Linked DNA regions of Mus musculus: region 1 is linked to region 2. A link is a contact called in public promoter capture Hi-C data. All regions are on one chromosome and are shown on one strand. Each heading gives the region's core, a stretch centred on a gene start, on an enhancer-like site or on the middle of the called end of the contact. The rest is flanking DNA. Distances are from core to core; before and after follow the strand shown.

Evidence for each region. Promoter capture Hi-C pulls out the DNA fragments that hold promoters and counts their contacts.
Region 1: a promoter capture Hi-C map of pre-B cells shows a contact between it and region 2. The contact joins the promoter of Mki67 here to the promoter of Zranb1 in region 2. A contact is called at or near these places in 1 of 39 promoter capture datasets (pre-B cells) and 1 of 115 datasets of contacts at active chromatin or transcription factors (embryonic forebrain).

Annotation. Positions count from the first base shown.
Region 1 is chr7:135,713,203-135,718,699 of GRCm38.p6, forward strand. Mki67 (antigen identified by monoclonal antibody Ki 67) reads right to left here and starts at 3,177. Exons shown (of 14, transcript NM_001081117.2): 1 at 2,846-3,177; 2 at 759-837; 3 at 555-670. The coding sequence starts at 2,937.
Region 2 is chr7:132,927,428-132,932,449 of GRCm38.p6, forward strand. It overlaps Zranb1 (zinc finger, RAN-binding domain containing 1), which reads left to right and starts at 3,749. Exons shown (of 10, transcript NM_207302.3): 1 at 3,749-4,118. It overlaps 1500002F19Rik (a long non-coding RNA gene), which reads right to left. Exons shown (of 2, transcript XR_003946678.1): 1 at 3,581-5,022.

The DNA.
Region 1 (5,497 bases), core at 1,927-4,426, 2.8 Mb after region 2:
GCCTTCTTTCTGTCTCTTACACAGCACTTTCCTTCACTCACTTGCTCCCCTGTATGCTAATCTTTCCTTATTATAATGACATTAGTCCTAAGTTAGGATGCAGCCCAATTGCCTCAGTATAACAAAATTGTTCTTTAAGGGCCAAACACACTCTCTCAAAGGGACTAGGAGCTAGGAACTTTAAGATGCGCCATCAACACTGGGAAAGCAAAGACAGGAGGGCCCCGGGCTCGGGTGTCTAGCCAATCTCGCCCGTTACTTGGTGAATCCTAGGCCTGTTAAGAGACCCTGATCAAAAAGGGGGGGAAAACTGACCCAGATCCCGAGGACCACATCTGAGCTTGTCCTCTATTCTCCACAGGCCCAGGCCCAAGCACCTGCATGGACATGTATGTGTGCGCTCACACACACACACACACACACACACACACACACACACACAGAGTGAGACATTTCTAACATCCACCAACACCAAAAAAGGATCAAACCATGGTACTAGTTTGTGATTAACGAAAGCACAGTGTTCAGAACTCATCCAGTTGGCTTTCACTCACCTAAAGGAGCGGTCAATGATGGTTATTATGTCTCCATGTCTCAGCCTCACAGGCTCATCTATAGTAACCCCGTTTACTTGAGTTGGATTGGTAGAACTGAAATTATATAATATTGCCTACGAGGAGAGAGGAGAGGCAAACACTAAGGACTTGCTTCAAGTCACCTTCAAAAGCTTTAAGAGTTGATTTCCAAAGCCAACTTACCTCTTGCTCTTTGACTTCAATTTTGCAATGTCTTTTTGACACTACAGGCAGCTGGATACGAATGTCACATTCAATACTCCTTAATACAAAAAAGTAAGGGATTTATGAGGGTATGCAACAAAAAAAAAGAAACCCTCAAGTTTTCAAAATATTAGCAGAATTTGACTAGTATGTTTATATTATAAGTGTAACGACACAAGGACTGACAAGATATGAGGGGCAGGGCAATGTTCACAAGTACTGCCTATGAAACCATAAAAGATGGAGACTTCTAGTACTTCAGAATAATTATATTAGAAAATACTAGCACACACAATTACTTTTCATGTAAGTAGTTATAATTACAAGACACAAATAAAAGAGAACTTTCTGTCAGTTTAGGAGAACTTTGGGTTTTTTTGTTTGGTTGGTTGTTTGGTTGGTTGGCTTTTTGATTTTTTTTTCAAGACAGGGTTTCTCTGTGTAGCCCTGTTGTTCTGGAACTCACTTTGTAGACCAGGCTGTCCTCCAACTCTGAAATTCACCTGCCTCTGCCTCCCAAATGCTGGGACTAAAGGCGGGTGCCACCACTACCCAGCTTAGAAGACCTTTGTAATGTGTTTATAACAATATGGGTGTTTAAGGACACAGAAGACTACTAGCATAAAATGTGCTGTGGCTAATCAATGCCTCAGTTTCTTCATACACAAAAGATCTATACCAGCACCCATGTTGCTATTCAGCTATAGTTGTATATATCACTTGGGTATGGGGCACACAGCTAATCTATGCGAGTCATTTTAGAACGACACCGAGTTGACAGACTCAGATGTCTTCACAACACAAACACTAATCCACAATCAGTATCTAGATTAGAATGTCTTTCTGGAAAGCTAGCATTGTGGTGGCACAGCACAGAAGGGACAATTCTAATCCAGCCACAAACCAGGACTTTCGCTGGTAGCTCCATCGTGAACTTTAAAAGCCAGACTATACTCTATATACTGTCTGCTTTCCTATGAACCTCTGGAGTCTAAGCATACCTCTTACAATAAATACCACATAACCAAATGCAAATTGATTTAAATTTTTTTAAACTTGTTAAAAGTATATTTAAGTAATATTGCAGAATAATCAAAATGAATGACACTTGTGACAAGAATTTGTACTCTCTTCTTTTAAACAACAACAAAGTTATAGAAAGTTCTTTACTCTGACAGGAAGTTCTTACTCTCAAGAAAACAGAGGTTTTGGGTTTCAAAACACCAGGCAGAAAGACCATATGTTCGAACCCCGTTTTACGGAGCAAAAAGATCACCACAATCCATACTAGATACAAAAGACCACAGACATTCTGGACCAGATACTTCCTCGACTGTCAAATACACCATGTCTCTGTCCTTACTCAGCAGTACTAACTAACGGCAGGCACCTCTCCCAGGGTGACATGAAAATCTGTCACCAGACTTTGTCAAATGTCTGAGAACTACCATTCTTGCCAGATCGCCATCTTCCTACCACTCATCCTGTGCCACACACTGATTGATCTTAAGTGTCAGTCGCCATATGGGACCCTAGAGATGTAACCATTAACAAGGCAGACCTTGTCTTGGAATTTAATCTACTGGGAGACAAACAAAACAATCTAAAACCTAGTCACCAATCTGCATGGTGTTAGGAAAGACGAGTTTTCTTAAAAGCATCCTCTCAAGTAACATTTCAAACGCGGCAGAAAGCCATAAGGGTCAACGTTTGCAGAAGTGGCAACACCAGCCACTGCCTGGAAGGCCTCAGGGAAGATTGCCATCCGACCGACGGGGGAGGGTGAGAGGGGACTCTCCCAGAGCACCCGAGCAGGGTTCTCCTATCTGATGTTTCCCGAAACATCCAGAGCCACAGCCGGCTGCCTGAGAACGACAGTGCGGAAGTTGCGGGACACCGACGTCAGCCTCGCGTCTACCGAGTGTAAAATCCCGATTCCATTTGGAAGCTCCCAATGCATGAGCGTGACTTCCGAACAAGCCACAGGGACAACCCTGTCAAACGCAGAGGGGGGTTGGGCCGCGGGGTCGCCGCCCCGGGTCACCTCAGCCCCGGCGCGCACTCACCTTCCAAACAGGCAGGAGCTGAGGCTCAGCGGGAAGTGTGCGCCGTCATCGCCGCTCCGCTTGATGGTGACCAGGTGAGCCGAGGACGCCATGGTCCGCCCGGCCGTCGGGACTGCGGACCAGGGCGGAGAAGCCTCTCGGTGAAGCTCGCAGTCGCCCCGCCGGGCCGCTCCTCAGCTGGTCCAGTCAGCGCAAGTTAGCTCTGGCCGCCGCTCACCGGGCGCAGCCCGCGTCGGAGCCCTCGGCTCCTTAGCCGCGGAGGACCGACCACGGCCACCCGCGGCCTTCGCTCCGCCCCGACCAGACCCGCACTCCCGCCGCCCGCGTCCCAAGTGCCCGCCACCCGCCACCCGCCGCCCCGTCCAGCCCCGACTGTCCGCCTAGGCGGTTCCGCGCCAAGGCTCGCCCGCCGCAGCCCGCCCGATTCAAACCAAAACGGCGGTTCAAATTCTGGCGCTAAGTGCTGCGATTGGGCCAGGCGGCCAGCCAGAGACCAATGGCGAGGGCGACAGAGGATTGGGGAAGTCCAGAGGTGGGGCCAGGCTGCGAGCCTGGGGGGGGGGGGGGGGGTGGAGCCGGAAGGTGGGAGGGGCCAGGCCGGTAGGCGGGGCCGGGCCAGAAGCTGGCTGGAGAAGCGGAACCCGAGCGGAGATAAGCTCCGGAAGGCGGGCAGGGTGGGGCTGGTGGGCGGGCCACTGCTGCTCTAATAGGCAGGGTAGAGGGTCCCAGCTTTTTCAGTGTCAGCAAAACTAGCGTGGCGACCTGTAGGAAGCTACCTGTAGGCTCCCTCTCCAGAAATCAAACACCGACAACGCCGCATCTTGCTCAACGCTAGAAGCTTTCTATTTTTAAAATTTATACCCTTCCTCTGCCGTTTCTGCAACACCTCATACGCAACCTAAGGTTGTTTCTCCTGCCTTTTCAGTATCCCTCAAACTGTCCTTTAAAAACTGGGGGACATCATTATAATTCATTCTACAGTCTCCCTGCTTAATGAACACTGAGGCAGTGGCACGGTTTTTCCGAAACCATAACTTAAGAGTTATTGCTGCGGCACGGTTAAGTTTGCAATGCTTTGCTGTTTCAGGGGGAAATGCCGATTAAAATAACCTGTGCAAGACTGCACCTGCAAATCCTAAAATAGGGCTCCTGGGGCACCAGTTGGGGTTATCTGAGGCCAGGTGCCAGTCAGATGAATATAGAGTACCTATGTTTTCCTGTCCTCTTTTTTCATGCTCCCTCCTCCTGTTCCTGGATCAGTGTTCTTCCAGTAGGGTGTTGTAAAAATTCCGCTTCTGGGGCAATAGAACCAATGTCTACCCTCTCCTCAAGGTCTCAAGGACAAGCCTGAAGTATGAAGCCATGAAATTTCACTCTGGGGAACGAGTGTGTTATACCACCCTAACCCAGGCTGATTAGTTATAGCATACCTCTTGGCCTCTAAACCTAAACCTCTGGTCAGGACTTCAAAAATATATTTAGGGTGCCATTGGGCCCCTTTGCTCCTATTCACAATGGGGCCACATGAATACACCCCCTTTCTGTGCTTCTCACTGTTGCCTCCTCTTTAATTAGCCTACTGAGGATGGGTGGTCCAGCCTGCCTTGTTAGGGCTGCCAGGATCCAAGCTCTACTTTAGGCCTTGGGCATTGCCTTCTCATCCTGAAACCTAAGCAATAGATAGATAGAGAGAGAGAGATTTAAAAAGCAGATCAGTTCATACACACATACACACACACATATATAGTTGTTACTTTATCATGAATATGTATATAAATGTGTGTGTCTGTGTCTGACCATGTGGATATGAGTACAGGTACCTCTGTATATCAGTAGATAGCATTGGATCTCACAGGACTAGAGTTGCGGGCAGTTGTGAGCCTCCTGAAGTAGCTAATGAGGCCTGACCTAGGTTTTCTCCAAGAGCAGCGAGGCCTCATAACCCCTATGCCATCTCTTCAGCCCTCCGTTCATATATTTTTAATTGTTTTTTAAAATGTGCTTAAAATTTACACTTTATGCTTTGTTTTAAATTATAGCCTTGAGGAACGTAACTTTAAGAGCCACAGTGTCTTCATTACTTTTCCGTTGTCATGAGAAAACACCATGACCAAGGCAACTTATTTTAAAAAATTAAAAAAACAAACCAAAACAAAACAAAAAAACATTTAACTTGGGGCTCATAGTTCCAGAGGGTTAGAGTCTATGACTATCATAGTGGGGAACATGCAGGCAGGTAGCTAGGCATGGCCCTGAAGAGCTGAGAGCTTACATCTGATCCACAAGTGCAAGACACATAGAACGGGGAGGGGGGGGTAAGGGTAGGGGAGAGAGGGAGGGGGAGGGGAGAGAGGGAGAGGGGAGAGAGGGAGAGGGAGGGGAGGGGAGAGAGGGAGGGAGGGAGGGGGGAGAGAGAGAAAGAGAGAGAGAGAGAAAGAGAGACACACTCAGGATGGAGTGGATAATTCAAACCTCAAAGCCCACCCCCAGTGATGTACTTCCTCCAACAGAGAGCTACAGCTCCTAATCCTTCCCCAACAGCTCGACCAACTGGGAACCATTTCAAATATATGAGCCTATCGGGTCCATGTCATTGAAGCCCCCACCCATATAAAGCTACCTAAGCATTATAAAAACACCCCCTACTCTCTT
Region 2 (5,022 bases), core at 2,499-4,998:
CCCATCATCCTACTGAGAACTGTTCTCTATAAGGTCAGTGAAGCTGTTTGTCAAATACACTGACCTTTTCTTTGTTCTGAGTTTCAAAATCTGCATACTCCAATACTATTTGGGAATAATGTACTTGAGGCTCACTACACCTGCACCTTTAAGAATGTTGCACATTTTGCAATGTCCACCTTTCTTTTTCTGTTGGGAGTTTTCTGGAAATTCCACAGTAACTACTCTATAGACCGACACCTCTGCTGTTCATGTCCAGGGTCAGCCTAGTTCCTTGCTCTTAACAAGGCCCTGCTGCACTCTTCTAAATCCTGGATCTGTACACAACTGACCTCACCTTATCTAGTTCTGTCCAGGAGTTCCAATGGTCTTCATAGCACAGTCATGCAGTACTCTGACTTTTGATTCTTTTTGTTGCCCCAGATTCAGGTACTGGCAAACCATAAATGGAAAGGTTCTAAACAAAGGCTTCCTCTAGTGAGTCTCATCACTCACTGCATTCCACTTCTGCCCCTCCTTCCCACTCCTGCTGGATATCTAGGTTTTAGCTCTGTGTCTCTCAATTGTTTTCTGTCCCCATTTCTATAGCTATGTATCACAGACATTCCAGGAAGGTAGTTCTCATATGGCACCTTATCATGCAAAACCCTTTTTGTGACTATTAAAAATATATATTTTAAGTTGGGCATGGTGGTGCATGCCTTTAATCCTAGCACCTGGGAGGCAAAGGCAGGCAGCCTCCTGTGAGTTAAGAGGTCAGCCTGGCCTAAATAGCAAATTCTAGGTCAGTCAGTGATACCCAGAGAGTCAGAATCTCAGTCTCTCTCCCTCCACACACACACACACACACACACACACACACACACACAATTTCTAAGTATGTGTATATGTGTGTGGGCATGTGCATGAGTGCAGGTACTCCTGGAATCCAGAAGGCATAGGATCCTCTGGAGCTGCCTAACATGGGTGCTGGGAACTGGAGTCCAGTCCTCCTGGAGCCACTTCTCCAATCCTTGCTTTCCACTATTATAGAACTAAACAGAAGCCCTAAAATGGCAAACCGGAAAACATGATGGGATTGTATTTTCCACAGGTAGCTCAGGAAACACCTAACAGAAAAGGTAGAACATATGATAACTGCCCCTATACATGACCATGGTGGTTCTAAGAAACATACTAAAAACTTACAGTTGGTGCCTTCAAGTACTTCATTCTTTAAATGTGTGTGCCTGGAAGTGAGCAGCCCACTGGATTTGGTTTTTTTCTTCCACCATGTGACTCTCAGGAACCAAACTTAGGTCATCATGTTTGTGGCATGTTTACCACCAGGGAGAACTCTCAGGCCTCTAAATTAGTTTCTTAACTATGACCAAGTCAGTTGTTCTATTAGTTAGCATGTTAAAATCACTTAATATTTCTAGGTATCGGTGTCCCCATGTGCAGACTTTGGGGGTAGGACTCCATCAGTAGTTTTCAAACCCGGCTGCACTTCAGAGTAGCTGAAGGGTGTTTAAGACTTATCTATGCTCAGATTCTCCTCTTAGGTGGAGCCCATGTTTAAAAAGCCATACTAGTGACTCTAATGTGTTGCCATTGTTGAAAACTAATACATTCTTTTCTTTCTTTTTGTATATGTTCCTATGTGTGTATACAGGCCTGGGGACAAAAGGGCAAATGATACCTTGGGTATGTATCATCCTTCAGGAACATCCACTTTTGTGTTTTAAGGCAGGATCTCTCACTTGTCTGGAGCTAGACTTAACTGGCTGGCTATGGAGCTCAGGGGTTCTCCTGTCTTCTCCTTTGGCACTGTCATTATAAGCATGAACCTGGCTTTCTTACATGGATTCAGGGGACTGAACTCAAAGCACTTTATATACTGATCCATCACCTCAGGTCTGAGAACTACTAGATGCCTCTCAAGAGTCTTTTTGTCTTCAATGCAGTTTTTTTTTTCCTTTGTTCTCCTTTTCAATTATAAGTTGATTTTCACTTTAATTTACTTAGCAATCCCATTTTGTCATTGTGGTTATTTTGACTTAGCCTCTTTCCGTGCTATCATTTTTACCACTAAGATGGTCTTCCTTATCTTTGTGTTTATTTCTTGGTGCAGATTTTTTTTTTACAAGACATTTATTAAATCAAATTTAAAAGCTTCCTCTGAGTCCTATCCCTTTTCTGACTAAAATAAACTACAACTTGGACATCTTACCGTGTGATTGGTGTTTATTTGGAGGCAGCATGCTGTAAAGCTTTGATTCAGGAAGAGGAAGTGCTTAAACAAAGTGTTTCCAAAGGGTCAACTGAACTACTGTTTTTATATAATAGCGTGGGATCCTACCTACAAATGAATTAATTATATCCTTGAGAACGTGTTGTTTTGTGTTGTTGTTTCCATTTAAACTTAATTTATGGATAAGTTCTCAGACCAGGTGGGGGTTGCTGAAGGCCTCTACTCCATAGCAATGGCTATGGAGAGGAAGCACCCCACTGGTTGTGAAAGATGTTGGTGAGGGGAAGTTATACAAAGTACTGTTCTTTTGATGGCCATGGTACAGCTGTCTTATACCATTTTATGCAAATAACTCAAGACACCAAAGACAGCTTCACAAAGTGAATTCCCACTCAAGTTTGGGAAACATCAAACTTCAAGTAACACGGTCATCCTTTTGGATCTGAGGTATCCAAACAATTACTAAATGCCCTCCCAGATTGCTGTTAATGTTCCTTCAAGATACTAATTAATTATTTTTATTTTTAATTATGTGTTTGTGCAAGTGAGTGTGGGTGTTGGTAGAGGCCACAAGAGGGCACTGAACCCCCTGGAGCTGGAGTTACAGGTGACTGTCTTCCACTGAAGTGGCTGCTGGGAGCAGAACTTTGCTTCTCCGAAGTAAGTGCTCTTACACGCTGGCCGTTTCTCCAGACCCCCCATATTACTATCTTTTTAAAAATTACATTTATTTATTTTGTGTGTAGCCCAGAGAACAACTGTGGGAGTTAGTCGTCTTCTTCCACTCTGTAGGTACTGGGGATGGAACTCAGGCTGTCAGGCTTGGCAACTTTACCCAGTGAACTATTTCTACGGCCTTTAACACATTACTTTTAAAGCAGTTTACATTTTGAAAAAGTTTGAAGTAGGGCTAGGTGAAGCTAAGAGTAGTGGTGGCGTAAGTCCAGCACTCCGGAGGTTTAAGAGTTCGGGATCAGTCTCAGCTATTTAGAGGGGTTAGAAATAAATCGGGCTACAAGAGAACCTCGTCTGAAAACAAAATAAAATGCCAAGTAAGCAAGGCTTGTAATCTCAGCGCTCTTGGGGAGGCTGAGGCAGGAATATCGTTTAAGAGTTCCAGGCCAGCCTGAGCCCCAGAATGACAGCCTGGGTCAAATTATTGAAATTTTAAAAACTGTTTTAAACCGCCGAAGGAACGGCCAAGCGGTCTCCCAGTTAGCAAACAGATGCGTGACTCACGCTTGATTCAAAGCGCTGGCGACTCTGCAGCAAAGAGCGGCCGGCGGCCAGGGGAAGAAGGCTCCCACCTCCCAAGTGCATCCTGCACTTAGACTTGAAGACACTCACCCGGGAGGACGCGTCGCGGGACCGCGCGCGCCGTAGCCTCACAATCAGGACGCACGCTGCTGACGTCACGGCCGCGGCCCGCTCCTGCGCCGGGAAAGAGGCGGTCGCCTATTGGCTGCGCCTCCTGAGGCCTCGGGACCAATCACAGGACGGTGAGCAGCGAGGTCCAGTTCCTGACGTTGTGCGGCCGCCGCGGGGTTTATTTAGCTCTAGGGTCCTGACCGCCGCCATTCGGAGTCCTCTGCGCCCGAGGCTGTCCCCAGACCGCTCCGCCCCTGTCCCCGAGCCTCGGCCCCCGCCTCCGCGCAGCCTCTCCGCCCCTCGGGCCGCTGGGAGCCGCGCGCGGGCCCGCGGAGAACATGTCCTGACTGAGGCGGGAGGGCGGAGGCGGCAGCAGCGGGGTGGGCGGCGGCGCCGAGGGAGGCGGAGAGGGGCCGGGCTCGGCTCGTCGCCGCTGGCCGTGCGGGAGTCGCCGCCGCCGCCGCGGCCGCCGGGCGCCGCGCGTCAGACGGGGAGGAGGAGGATCCGCGGCCGCCAGGTAACCGGGCCTGGGTTGGGGGCGCCGCGCCGCAGGCCCCTCGCGGGTCGACCGCGGCCTGACGGGGCGTCGCGGGGAGCAGGCTGCCGAGCCTCCGGGCGGCAGCGTTGCGGGATAGCGCATCGCAGGCCCGGGGTTGTCCGCGGCCGCGCGTCCATCTTGGGCTTCCCAGCGCGGGGACAACCCGGAGGATGAGGGAGAGTGGCCGCCCGGCTTGTTTACCGACCTCAGTTGGCCGCCTTCGTCAGCGGCTGGCGCTGCCCTTCTGCCCGCCTCATTCCGGCAACTGGGATCCCTCCCGAGTCCGAGTGTGTGGGTCTTATTCCCACCTCTTAGTAGGCCATAAACACCCGGATTTGTCGCTCTAAGTTGGTGCTGGTCCCCAAACTTGTGTTTTGGTCCCTTGTCCACTTTCTCTCCCCTCATACGTTGGCCTCCGGTTGCCTAAAGCAAATCAGGGTGAAAGTTGATGTCTGGTGGCCATGGGCAGCTGGAACTCCGCTCCCGGTAACGATCGCTCTGTGCACCTACCTTGTGGGTTTTCTTGTTTTGTTTTGGTTTTCTGCTCTAATTTGGCTGGTCATTGCACAGACAAAAGAGCTGTAATACTTGCTGTTAGCGCCGGGGAGAGGCAGTTTACGTTAAGCAAGAAGTTTGAACCCGCCCATTATCTTGGAGACGCTGGTTTTGAAACCACCTTGCTTAGAATTTTGTATCTCAACCCCTCGATTTCCCCTTTCGGTTACCCACTAAGTCAATTTTTATAAGTTCTTTCCACTGCTTGCAATGTTTGGTCTCTGTATAGTTGACCTGTGATGGTGTTAATAAACGTGATGTACAAATACTTGGAAGTGTTATATAATGAGTGGCTCCTGTACCCCGCAGTCTCTTTCAGTCGACTCCC